Regions from separate parts of the Mus musculus genome. Here region 1 is linked to region 2. A link is a contact called in public HiChIP or PLAC-seq data. All regions are on one chromosome and are shown on one strand. Each heading gives the region's core, a stretch centred on a gene start, on an enhancer-like site or on the middle of the called end of the contact. The rest is flanking DNA. Distances are from core to core; before and after follow the strand shown. Region 1 overlaps Mindy4 (MINDY lysine 48 deubiquitinase 4). Region 2 overlaps Mturn (maturin, neural progenitor differentiation regulator homolog (Xenopus)).

Region 1 (6,735 bases), core at 3,496-5,995, 620 kb after region 2:
GGCTTACTTGGTCATCTGTAAAGTGGGGACGACGACAGCTTGGAGCCCATGTGGCTATTCCTAAGTGCTTTCTAGCATTAGCTCTCACTGTCATTGTCCTTGGCACTTGTAACTTGTGTTATGTCAAGAGGAATATGTTTCCTAGCTAGGGCCAGAGTCACAGCCCGGCCCTGAGATCCTGAGCACCTGAGATACATGTGGCAGGCCTGGAGTTCAGGCCTGTGGCCCTCTGTAGACAAACAAGCCTTTGAGTGGGACTGGGGAACAGAGCAAGGACTGCCTTGGCACTGTGGAAGCATCAGGAAGGGGAAGTGGGAGGGCTGCAGGCACATCCCCATTGTGCCAGTTCCCTGCCCTCCCCCACAGGGAGACAGCATTCCTGCAGGGTCATAGGCTGGCTGCTTTCATCAGAGGATTAGGGGCATGTGCGGGTCCCTGTCCTTTCAAGTACAAAGGGCCACTCATTCAAGGTGATGAGTGAAGGCTTTGAAGGGGAAAGAAGGTGATCCTAGCCTTGGCACCTATGCAGGCTAGCAGAGGAGGCCACAGGGTGACCTTTCTGAAGGAGAAGGGCCCCAACTGGCCCCTAGGCACAGCTTCTATCCCTTTTGGACTGGGATGCTTCTTGAGACTCTTTTTGACTTTATCTTTGTACCCCTCTCACCAGTAGTACCCCTTAGTCCTTCACTGCTCTCCTTTGACATTAGATGGCTCCCGATTGGCCAAGCAGACACACACGCCGCCCCCCCCCCCCCCCCCCCGCCAGCCCAGCCTTGACTGGCTTTCTGAGCTCAGTCTGATGGGCAGTTGTTTGAGAATGGCTCAGAGTTTTGGCCTACCTTGAGGGTAACTTCTTGCCTGAGATGGCTGGCACGGAGCACAATTCATGATCATCATCATGGAGGGTGGGCTTGGACCTGTTCTATTGGTGCTTTTGTCTCTTGGGAGGATCCCAAACCCATTCCCCACCCCCAGTGATGCCTGATGAGTGCTGGAGAGCAGCTTGCCCTGGGGAGTGGGGCCTGGCTTTCCCTGCTCTCACTTCTGCTCCCTGTCTGGGGCTCGGATGAGGCAGAGCGATGGCATCTTCAGAAGTGCTTCTCAGTGTTGGTCACAGAGAGAAAGAGGACTGTTTGTGTAGCATACAAATAGTCAGGGTTCCGAACATCAGGCTTAGGGGCTCTTAGGGGTCCCAGGCACCATCCATCCCCGGGATGGGATGGCTAGGGGAAACCTATGTGAGTTCTAGGTTACTCACTGGGGAGTCTTGCCCCAGAACGTAGGTTCTAGGCTTGTAGACTTTGGCTTCCTTTGAGGAATATGTTAGAACTGGAACGTCCAGGTCAACCAGGGCCTTTGTAGGAGGCCTGAGGATGTGAATTCCTATGTAGTTACTGGTTGCTGCTGCTGCCACAGCCCTAGGATCACTTAAAAAAACATTCATTGATTCGTGTTTACAATGTATGTGTGTGGCGCATGTGTGTGCATACCTATTCATACTATGGAAGCCAGAAGAAGGCAGCAGGTATCCTCTATACCCACCCACCTGGCACCCAGTATCTTTGAGATGGAGTCTCTTGATGAACTTGGGGTTTATGTTTTCTTGGATAGTCTAGGCCAGCAAGCCCCAGCAATACATATGTGAAACACTTGGCTTATTCCCTGGGTGCTGAGATTTGAACTCTGGTCCTCAGTATTTCCAGCAATCACTCTTAACTGTGGAAGCATCTCTCTAGGCCCTGCTTTTGAGAAGTGCTGTTCTAATGATGGATAAGGGTCTCCCTGGCTCTATCCACGTCCGTCTGCCTTATGAGCCTGCTTTTGCATGTCAGTTACCAAGGGAGGTACCAAGCCTGTCTGTATGACTGCCAGAGGCCAGGGAACTTTCTTCCTAACACCAGGTCTTTGCCTGTTGTATGTTCTCAGTGCATTCGCCATGGTGAGTCTACCTGGCCAGTTACCATGGGAGTACTTTCCCAGAGTTTTCCCCGGAATTATTCCCGGAAGGCTGAAGGGGTGGATGAAGAGTGGAATGGCTGGGTCCCTGTCCTCTTGATTCATCAGATAGCAAGCCACTGTAATGGGAAACAGCAGGCCAGGAATCCTAGTCCAAGGGGTCGAATTACAAAGGCTTTGCGTTTTGTTTTTGCTACAGATTTTCAAACAGCTCAAAGGAACTTGGGAAAGTAGCCTCTGAGGTCACTGTGGGGACCTGCTGGCAGGGTCTTGGCTATGGGGGTGAGGTTATGGGGCAAACCCTGCTGCTTGCAGGGCACACATGGTGCCATAGTCCATACTTAGGTCACTGCCAAACTCAGAGTCAGATTTCACATACCTGGTAAGATGCAGCTGAACTGTAAGCCTCCTGTCCGTGTACGAGGAGAGTGGCTAGCTGGAGACCTGGTGAGTGGAGTTTCCTTCTCAACGTGCCAAGGCTCATGGAAGTTCTGTCTTGATTCTTTAGAAGAAACAGCTGGATGGGAATTCGTTCTCACTCTCAGAGAGTTCAACCAAATGGAAATCAACTTCAGAATCAGCCATGATCCATCCAGGGGAAGATGACCTCTTATCCTTAAGCCGAGCCTTCCTGCTCTGCAGGAATCATGACCCACCCTATAGGATGTGCCAACTCTATACCTGGCCATCTGGCAATATGCTTAGTCCATAGAGGCGTGCCCAGCACCCCATCCCCCAATCTAACCTTTCTTTCATAGATGGGGAGGTGAAGGTTTTGTGCATAGCAGTCTGCCAAGTCATTTTGGATCACCAGCAGCTTGAACCCTCACTGTCCCAGCCGGGTGGTAGGTCACTGAGCGGACAGTGTGACTTCCTGCCACCTGGCTCTGTTGTCACGGAGGTGTTGCACAGGCCCAGACTCTGGGTTTTGCTTTCAGAGAACATCATCCTGATTAGAACCATCGCTAGGTCCTTTCGCTGTCCCTGTCCTTTAGTATGATGCACATCTCAGCCCCACAGAGGCTCATTACCTTTGCTGTGTCAGGAATGTGGGCTCCATCTATTGCCCCTCCCCGTTGTTCTGAAACGACATCAGCAGAACCAGACTCTTTGAGGGTCACTTCCAACAGCACGCGCTGACCTCTCCCAGGCTTCCATCCTCACTGGAGTGAGAGAAAAATGAAACACTTGTCAGCAGGCCAGAGAGCAGAGGAAAGAGCCCATAACCGGGCCTGGGGCTAGGGTGCAGATGTTTCTGTTTGGAGACTCAGACAAGAAATGCAAAGTAGTTCCAGACTGGGTCAGTGTCTCTGAGGCCTGGAGTGTTCACCCCCACAGGGATGCTCTACCCATCCAAGTACCCCCTTCCCTGCTGATGCCCTGGCCTGGAATCCCACTGTTTATGTCGGGCACACCCTTCTGATGTGCTGCGGTCCACATATCCCACTTTGCCCCGGCTTGTCTCATCGTATGGGTTGTCCTCCTGAACTCACTTCTGCCCAGCTGTCAGCCAACACAGAAGAACACAGAAGCACAGGTGTACTCCTGACCTTTACCATGGGCTCTGAACATGCAGGGGAAGGTGGGCAGGAGAAGGAGCCAATGAGCAAGGTGGGGGGGGGGCTGGAGGTGAGTACTGGACAGTGTGTTGAGTTGTGTAAAGAGTGCATATTCAAAGACCCAGATTTCCCTGCTGAAGATTGGGAGGGGAGTGGGCTTCAGAGCAGGCCTATGAGGGGAGAGCTGGGGTGAACGAGTGTCCCCAAACCTTAGAACTCTGGGCAACAGGTACTATCAGCCTTCCTGAGTCTACCATAAGTGCTGAGAGCCACCTCCAAACCAGATCTCTTCTGTAAGCAGCCTGAATCTGAGCCTAGAGAAGGTTGGGTGGGCCAGGAGGAGGACTGGTCAAGGGCACAGGTGGCAGGCAGCATGCTGGGCTAGCTCTAGAGCCACCTCTGATTTGAAATGGCCCCAGTGCAGAGACAGAAACTTGCATACAAGCTGTTTGTCTGGAAAATCAAGATTAGCAAATGGATCCCTGGGTGTGTCTGAAGCAGTTTGGAGCGTTATAACAGGCCTGCCTTCTTTTTCTGCTGTCATTGGCCCCATGTGGTATTCTCTCCTTTATGAAGTACATCAGGTCTAGCAGTGGTCTGATAAGTTCAGGCTGGAGCTGACTGTGCTATAGTTATTGACCCGAGGCTGGGGGAATGGGTATCTTCATGCCGTGGCCTTCTCGGTGATATTGCTATTGACTTTTGAGCTCAAAGCTCAACTATTAAGTTGGCGGTCCTTGGTGAAGTGATTTTACACCTTTGGGATTATTTGGTAGTCTTGAAATACTTTCAGCAATTATAGTCAGGGAGAGGGCGCAAAATGTCCTAGAGTGAACAGAACACCTCACTCCAGAATTATCCAGTGGCAAGGTAGTTTGAAGTGTACCATGGGTCTGCCTCCTGAGTTACTGCAGATGCCAGCATGGACTGCTGACTCCTGCTGTATATTCAAGCACCTGTCCATCTCACCCGCTCACTCCCCAATTCTCCATCTCACCCGTTCGTTCACTCCCCTGCAGTCCCTCATTGCTGCTGCAGTACTGTAAAAGCTCTTCTTACTTTAGACCATTCAGATCAACTGTCATGCTCACCCTTCCAGCATTTCACATGGCCCTGATTTCCCATTCCATAGCAAAGCGCTTCTCTCCACTGCCTTTGCACCTGTGGGCCAGGATGCGGGGGCTAGATGCCTTGTGAATGGCTTCAAAACCAAACACAGACCTAGCAGCCTGCCAGTGAGGCTCCGTGACTGTCGGGATACAGATGTTGTTTAGTGGTGTGTGAATATGACTCACCCTGTACTGAAGCCAAACCCCAGTTTGTGTGCCGGGAGCCTCTGGAAGAGCCTAAGCTTGCCTGCAAGCGGGGACGGTGGAGTCCAAGGGTTGAGAGGCTACGAAGAGGGTGCTTGTGTAGTCCCTGGGGACCAGGCTGAGGGTGGATCTGTTTCTCTCCTTTGTGCCCCCTTTCATCACCATTTGGGGATCTCAAACACTGAGCCATCTAAGATGTGTTCTCGTTAACCAAGACATTGATGCTTATATATAAATCTTACCAGAATAAAAAAGGGTTATTTAATGGTGCACCTCAAAACAGCAAAGATGAATAGGAAAAGATAATTACAAATTTCAAAAAAATTACATTATTACAGATACTGAATCACGACTAACTCAGTAGCTGCAATAGGTCAGCCCTACCTTTCAGAACCTGGGCTCAGCACCTCTCCACCTATAGCTGTTCAGGGTACCAGTCAGAGCAGGGTCTGTTTCCCCTGCTGAGACCTATGCTGTCTCCCCTGGAACTTCATGAGATTCCCCCCAAATCTTACCAACAGAAGACTCCTCACATAATAATTAACTTCTCAAGTTACGTCAAGTTACCTAGCCATATGGTGACCATGTCTACCATTCAGTGAAGGCAAATGCAATGGCTGTGCTGTGTTCCATCAAAGTGGATGCCTTCTATCTATGTGACCATACCTGATAGAGTCCCCTGGATCTACCTGATGAGCTAGAAGCTGGGGAAGGGGTCTCGGGCAACAGAGATCACTGAATCTAGTAGATCAAGATTAACCCTTGGGATTCCACACTAACGATCAGGAAGGAGCTTGGGCAGTGATGATTGCATTGGTGTTCAAGTCCCAGCACGGGCTAGGCTGGAAAATGGATTTTACGAAGGTGATTCTTTCAGCATTGGCTTTCAAAAGGTCTCCTTTTGAATTGTTTCTGAGTACTGTGACCAAAATATAACCAAATGCCTCTCCTGCAGGAAGCCAAGGGTTGACTGCCAAAAAGCTGCATGTCCCTATAGGGGTGAGATCTTTCAACATTGCTGGGTAGCATTGCTGGGTGCCATCAAATGACACCAAAGAGAACACAGAATTTTGGGAACATTTCCTCAAATTAACATTTATGCCTATGCTGGCTTTCCCCATATGCCTAGTCTTTTACGCAGATTAGTTTTTACAAAAATTTCAGAAACCCAGCTTTCCTGGAACACTGACTAGGGTATACATTAGGGCAACGTTCTGTCTTGCATATTCGCACACCTTCAGAGGTTTGGGAAGTATATCTTGTCCCTGTTGTACCCTGGTGGGGCTAGAACGTGATGCAAATTGTTCCTTTGTGGCTGTGTGCAGCTACTATCTTCCATACCGAAGCATTCCATGGGAGAAAGAGAGTTTCCAGCTAAGATGTGTTGTCATTTTTTTTTTTCAAATGACAATCTGCTTGTTTCTTTGATGAGAAATGTGATGGTATAAAACATAGAAAATATGAAACAGGGGAAATATAATTCATAAATCTGCCCAAAAGCTGCTTATAACCTACAGGAAAGTGAATTAGAAGACAGGGGGAGTACGAATTCTGCTACCTCTGGAAAAAGTGTAATTTTCAGCCTAAAAACTAGAGATACCGAGGCAGCAGTGCAGAGAGCTGAAGAAGACAGAAAAGCTCTGAGGTAGAAGATGGGGGCTGAGTTGGAAGATGGGCTAAGGGTGAGGACCACTGGGTCCAAGATGAACCATTCAGTTGTTGCTCTGCATTGATGGGGAGGATTCAGGACTGAGAATTATAAAGATTGGAGGCTGCTTAAATCCCTTCTTTAAAATACCATATACTGTTCACATGTGGCTACACATCTTCTGTATGGTTTAGTCTCTGGGTACTTATAATATCTAATATGCAAGTACTTGTTATACTGATTTGTGTATAGAATAATG
Region 2 (6,843 bases), core at 2,333-4,832:
CTGACAATTACAGAAGTGGATGCTCACAGCCATCCATTGGACAGAGTACAGGATCCCCAATGAAGTAGCTAGAGAAAGTACCCAAGGAGCTGAAATGGTTTGCAGCCCCATTGGAGGAACAACAATATGAACTAACCAGTACCCCCAGAGCTCCTTGGGACTAAACCACAAATCAAAGAAAATGCATGGTGGGACTCATGGCTCTAGTTGCATATGTAGCAGAGGATGGCCTAGTTGGTCATCAATGGGAGGAGAGGCCCTTGGTTGAGTGAAGGTTCTCTGCCCCAGTGTAGGGGAATGCCAGGGCCAGGAAGCAGGAGTGGGTGGGAGAATGGGGACTATGGGGAGAGAGGAGGGGATAGGGGTTTTCGGAGGGGAAACCAGGAAAGGGCATAACATTTGAAATGTAAATAAAGAAAATATCTAATAAAAAAAGAAGAGGAAAAAAGAGTAAGGTATGAAGTGGGGCAAGGGGAGAGGTGTGGTTAGTCAACTAGCCTGCTGGATCTACTTCAGCAATGATTGCTGAGTCCATGAGAGGGGATTGAGAGCTTCTTATGGCTTGGGTTGGGGTTGAGTAACCCATGTCCCCTGAGGAAGAATCATTATAGATATGTGTATTTACAAACATGCCTCAGCTGTACTATTCTTACCCATGAATGTCATGGCTAACTAAACTATCAAAACCCAGCATTCCAAGTGGCCAGTTGCCACCTCAGATTAAATTGGATGGATGTTGGATTGACTGTTCTGTAGTTAGTGGCATTCCGCTCTACAGAGTGGTCTTGTGTCTTCCTCTTGGGGTGCTCAGGTGATGTTGAGGCTCCTAGTGCTGCGAAAGCATCCTCGCTTTGTTAGACACTTCCCCTCGCTCGACTGTGGGAGCTGGTGTCAGCAACTCTCCAAATAAAAGCCGACCACCAGCTTAGCAGCTGTCTCCTTTCATTGTGACTAGCCATCTTCTCTCCCAGGAAGCAGATTCTGTCCTGTATCCCATTAGAATATGGGAAGGAGACAGTAAGTAGTGAGACAACGGGGCTTCTCTTTTCTTCCGAAGATGCATGAGATTGGTGTGCAGGGCTGGAAAAGCTCTCGCTGTCCTTTCCCGAGTGAGCAGTAACTTTCTGAGCTGTTGGCCGCCGTGAGCTCTATGGAAGCAGCATGCATCTGCACTTGGCTGTGGCCATCTTTACTTGTGACGGTTAATGCCTCACAGATGCCTTTGCCCTGCGTGCTTTCCTGGGAGTCTGGGACCGAGAGCTCTAGAACTTAGGAATTAGGCATTGTCTTAGTTGGGACATCTGGTTTACTGTCCCGTCCCCCGCACCCCCTCCCGTTTGAGCCACAGGGAGAGTGGAGGAGGGGTGGCAGGGCTTTAGAGAAGCCACATGAGGAGTAAACAGGGTTGGAATGTCTCTTGGTCACTCTTGACTCCATCATCCCGTACAGAAGTCCAGGAGCAATGAAGGCCATGGTGTTCTGCCAGCTCACAAGTTTTGGGTCATATTGATTGTGAGTGATTAGTACTATTCAGTGTCTAATGGAAGACCAATGTCACTAAAAACTGTTGTCATGGGGCTGGAGAGATGATGGCTTAGCAGCTAGGGGTGCTTGTTCTTCTAGAGGACCTGAGTTTGATTCCCAGCACTCACTGCATGTAACGCTAGCCCCACCCACAAGATCTGCCTCTGACTGCCAAGGGCACCAGTACTCACATGAGCACACCAAAGACGCAGACATGCACACGTATACAAAATTGAAATATATTCACCTTAAATTTGTTGTGCTTCCCTGATCATAGTCATAGAACATCATAGAAGGCTTGTGGAACATAGATGAAATGGAGGCTGGGGAAATGATTTAGAGCTCCTTCGGGGGACTCAGGTTTGATCCCCAGAACTCACCAACATCCTTAACTCCAATGTCAGGGGATCTGATGCCCTCTCTAACCTCTGTGGGCACTGTGCATGCACAAAGTGCACATACACACTAGCAAAATATTCATATACATAAAATACACATTTATGTATATTATACATATACATAAAATACATATTTATACATATAAAATAAATGGAAAAATATTTAAAGATGAAATGGAAAGAAGTTGTTTACAGTCCCAGTTTTATAGAAATCCTTTACATCACACACACACACACACACACACACACACACACACACACAAGATTGTAGCACCTGCTGCCAAGTCTGATGACCCTAGTTCTGCCTCTGGGCATCACATGATGGAATGAGAAAACAAACACCTGTGCATTGTCCTGTGACCACATATATGATGTGACATGCATGCAAACACACAAACCAAATGTAAAATTTTAAAAGAAAACTCAACATTTGAATATATTTAATTGCAGTTCTTTTTCTATGTGCATCCATATGAATTTTGAGACAAACTATATCATAATTGACTATTTTTACATTTTATACTCATCTTATATCATTAAGTAATTTTAAGATTCAGTTTTAAGTCTACGTATGATGTTATCTTACTAACATGCCATAAAATTTAACCCTTTGCTACTCATCATATGTCTATGTGCCACTTATCATAAATAACTGCAAGTGTTGCGGGGTGGGTGGGGGAGGAATTTAGCAGAGGATTGATTTGGGGACATAGGCAATGCTTGTGGTGTGACTCACCAACACCGTGGGAGAGGCATGCACATCTACCACATGTGTGGTTTGCGGGGGCGTGCCTCCCCAAGGTCGCCAGTGGAATCAACAGACCATGAAGACTCAGTGTGTTCCCTGTTAAATTTGTAACTGCCCAGGTGGGGGAGGTGAGTCCAGGGTTGCACTCGCAGTGCTAAGCAGGTGAATTTGGGTGTGTGACGCCTTTGGGCTTCTGCCTGCAATGCTTACAGCTGCTGCTTTTCTTGTCCAATTTCTTCTCTCCAGTTGCTGGGGCTTCCAGACGCAGATGACGACGCGTTTGAAGAGTACAGTGCGGATGTGGAGGAGGAGGAGCCAGAGGCGGACCACCCGCAAATGGGGGTCAGTCAGCAGTAAACTCCTAGGTCACCTTGCAGAAGGGGAGTAAGCCCTGTGCACCCCATGGGGTCCGGTCCTCCGGACAGAGTTCGGTGCTCCTGGGGTAGCCCTTTTGCATTAGCACTTCAAAACAGGACATCCCGCTCCTGGCATCAGAATGAAAATGAAATACCCTTTAAATGACCACACAATATCTGTGACGAGGTTTGCTCGGCAGTGACCGGAATTGCCGCCCCACCTTGGTGGGGTCTCTATGGAGATGTCTTGGTAGCTTTTGCCCCTTTGAAGTTAGAGTCCGTCCGTGTTGTGGCTGCCTGTTCCCTCTCGAGTTTATGTTGGAGGATTAATGTTTCCTGACTGGAATGTAGAGAACTCTGAATGTATTAAGGATGTGTTCTGAGTCCTCACAGGTGACCTTGCTGAGGAAAAGCATGACGGAGGAGAAACGCAGCCTGCACTGTTTGTGTACCTTTTAAGTGTCCGTAAGTGAAAGGCTTCGCTTAGAAAGCATGAGTTTTCATATCTAGTCATGCGCATGCGCATGAGCAAGCGCAGAGGGTGAGGGCGGCTGAGGCTCCTTCAGGGAGTTCACCACTGTCTGCGTTGGTTCCCCGGGCGCGCAGCCGCCAGCCACTGGTCAGTGTAGATGCTTCCTGGGTGTTTGATAGTTTTTTTAAAGCATGCTGCTTCCAAAGCCGCTTTTAAATTCTAATAGTGGAAAGTGTAGATGGGGTGAAAGATGTAAACGATTGGTTTCTTGACACTGTCTATAAGCCTGCATATGAAACAGTAACCTTTTCTCTTTATGACGAGACGGCAGCTTACTTAATCGTGAGAACAGCCCGGATCTGAGCAAGTGCCCCTTAAGCTTTGAAGCCATAGGTAAATCTAACAGGAAAAGAAACTAGGATAGAAATATTAATAAAATGAAATCATTTGCTTTCCTAATCTTTTATTCTTTAGAGAATGTCAAGAGGGGCTCCCAGTGAGTTAATTTATTTAAAATTATAATTAATTACTCTAGGGGACCTACTTGCAGTGAAATTTTTAAAGGGACCTGAAAGTAAGAATCTTAATTACGAGATCGCTTGGGTTGCAAGAGGGTGAGTTAATGATCAGGACACACAGACAACTCCCAGGCGTGACTGCTCTCATCATTAGCCAGTAAGTACTTAGCAAGATATTCTCTGATGCCACTGTGAGACCCTTCCACGCGTGTCTCAGGTTCTCATAACTTAGGGTGCAAGTGTCCCTTGACAGTGCTTGACTGCTCTGTGCATCGAGTGTGGGCGTGTTTCAAACGCACACCCACACCACTTATGTTGCTGGTATTTTAAATTTAAAAAAGAAGGAGATGATGAAGAAGAAGGAGATGTCCACGACCACTTGCGCTGACAGGAGCTTGTGTGGATGGCCAGCGTGTATGGGCATTCTCTGTTTAATGCAGGGGCAGTTCGAAGAGTCCCATGCTCCTTGGTGTATTGTAGATTTCAGCTGCTGGGTGATGTCACACACTGGTTTCCATCTGTGCTTTTGTACCTGTGTGTTTTATTGTCTGGAAGAAACTTACTAATACCAAGCCAAGTGAGTTCTCTTGAAGTAGCCCATTAGCAATGTCACACTGAGTGCTCCTTCCAGGGTGCAAGGTCCAGCCTTTGAGTCCTGCCCATCGCCCCACTTTGTGAGCATACAGCAGGGAGAGTGAGCTCTCTGTCTTGTAGGTACTGTCCAGGGCAGGTAACCTTCTTTTACATATGGTTGGTCACACAAATATATGGCTTTTATGGCTAAATGAGGATGCCTGAGCAGTTTGCTCCATTCTGAGGTAACCTGCAATTTTATACACAGAGGCTTCAAATCTAAATTTACATGTGTTTGAACATTAATATAAGATGAATTTTTATCAAAAATGTATTTAAACTTTGACCAGATATACTCGGTGTTATCACATTAATGTTCTCTATTTGTACAAGTTGAGCTAAGACCCCCTCCTAGTGGTGCAGCGGGCTGCTAAAAACTCTCCTCTTCTGCCCAGGGGTGAGGAAGAGAGAATATCCCTGGATGTGGTTGATTTCCACGGCAAACCCCAGAGGCATCCACACATCCATCGTCCTTGCCAGCCTCCTTCCCTCTGCTGTTGTGTGTGTCCCTTCCAGGGTGGGCCTGTGCGCACACCCGAGCCTACCCGTTCCACAGTGAGACAGATGTGACCCCTCCCAGCCTGCGGAGGCAGGCATTCTAGTGGCAGCCATAGCATGGGGGAAGGGTCTTTGGGAGTTAGGAGAGACACTTGCCTTTGACTGCAGGACTCTGATAAGTCATGTGACTTCTCTATGAAACAGGGCGATTTACTCTTCTAGCTTTGAACACTATCCTAATGCAGCTGCGTAGGAAAGGAAGTGTGTGTTCAGAAGAGCAACAGCCCAGGACACGGAGGGACATGGGAAAGAGATACTTTGTAATTTTGCCAAAGATGGTGTCTTTAAGATGCTGGCCATGCAGCTACTTTAGAATATGGTGGCCAGCAGATATCCAGATCCCTGGAGCCTGGGGTGGGCTCTATCCCAGGCAACTGATGAGATTCTGTCACTTTGAGAGGTGGGTAAGCAGAGGTCCCAGAAGATGGCTTGTCTCGGTTGAATGTCAGTGTCAGGCAGAGCCGCTCCTCGCCCCACTATGCTGAAGGGTTTGGAAGTGGTATGCAGGGAACCCAAGAGGGGAGACTAGTGTGAAGACTAGCTGGAGGGGAATGGCAGTGAACACTTTGCTTGTCCTATCACTCAGGAAAGTGACAGTGAAGGCTTGGTAGGTAGCAGACAGAGACAGTGAGAGCAAACATACAGGGAAGGACTGATGGCATGCTGACCGATGTGACCAGCTGAAATCTGAACTAGCCACTGACAGCACTCAAGAGGCGGATCCTATCACTGAGTGATCCACGGAGACATTTTCCTCCTATCTGTCAGGTTACTTTCCTCTGCCTGGTGATGGCACTGAGCCAAGCAGTCTTCAGACATCGAAGAACAGAGCCAGGGCGCAGCGTGAGGCCCAGTGCAGTGCCTAGCATCACTAGGGTTCAGTCAGACCGAAGGGTCCACTTGGGACTCCTGGGCTCTCTGCAGCACAGGGTACATTCTGTGTTTCCATGACCAGAGCACAAACTGTCTGCTACGTGAGGAAATTGTCCTTCATGCTAATGCCTGAACTAGGTTTTCAGTGCGCTTAAGTCAGACTGGGTCTGGGGCTACCACCCCTGCTCAGTATAGGCAGAACTGTTCTGTAGCACAATGCATGTCTCTGAATATTGTTTCGGTTTCTTCTCCGAGCACAAAACGTATGTTCAGGGTGTCGTGATCCCAGACTGGAACTTTTAGTTGTTGCATGTTAAAACTCACCAGTTGGGAAACAGTTGAATCAAATCTGGTTTTTTTTTCCAGTGAGAGGAACGTAGGGATGGGCAAGACTTAATGTGTGTTGGGAGCAGGTGGACAGGTGCAGTGAAGAGTTAGGTCTCCATCCATCCGAGTTGTAAACAAAGCACATAGCCCACCCACACTTACCTTCTGGGACACAGGACGACTTGTGTCCTTGGCTGTCTCTAGAGAATTGGTTGCTTAGAGGATGCTGGTAATGGCTCTGTGACTTTCATGATGCCCCCTGCCAAGCCAGAGGCACAGCAAGTGTCCTGCACACCTGGTGGAATTCCTCCCCTTAAAAATAAAATCAGCCGCTTGCCAGGGGAGCTCGCCTTCAAGAGTACTGGCTCAAGGGGCTGTGACAACAGAGTGTGGGCCATACCTGCTCTCTCCTCCACTGGTGCTCTGGTGTCAGTGA

What was found. HiChIP or PLAC-seq counts read pairs in DNA pulled down with a chosen protein or histone mark.
Region 1: a contact with region 2 is called in a FOXA1 HiChIP or PLAC-seq map of pancreatic cancer cells. The contact joins two enhancer-like sites. A contact is called at or near these places in 2 of 115 datasets of contacts at active chromatin or transcription factors (extraembryonic endoderm stem cells and pancreatic cancer cells).

The regions. Positions count from the first base shown.
Region 1 is chr6:55,310,071-55,316,805 of GRCm38.p6, forward strand. All of the region lies in intron 17 of Mindy4 (MINDY lysine 48 deubiquitinase 4), which reads left to right. Among named protein-coding and RNA genes, the nearest start is that of Gm38819, 15 kb to the right of the region's middle. Within about 2 kb of position 4,746, at least 29 of the 459 cell types and tissues checked have an H3K27ac peak or open chromatin away from gene starts, as enhancers often do. A contact at or near this core is called in pancreatic cancer cells, where this site is marked.
Region 2 is chr6:54,696,064-54,702,906 of GRCm38.p6, forward strand. Mturn (maturin, neural progenitor differentiation regulator homolog (Xenopus)) reads left to right here. Exons shown (of 3, transcript NM_001289740.1): 3 at 2,917-6,843. The coding sequence ends at 3,027. LOC115490354 (a long non-coding RNA gene) reads left to right here. Exons shown (of 2, transcript XR_003956309.1): 2 at 1-2,176. Among named protein-coding and RNA genes, the nearest start is that of Mturn, 18 kb to the left of the region's middle. Within about 2 kb of position 3,583, at least 171 of the 459 cell types and tissues checked have an H3K27ac peak or open chromatin away from gene starts, as enhancers often do. A contact at or near this core is called in pancreatic cancer cells, where this site is marked.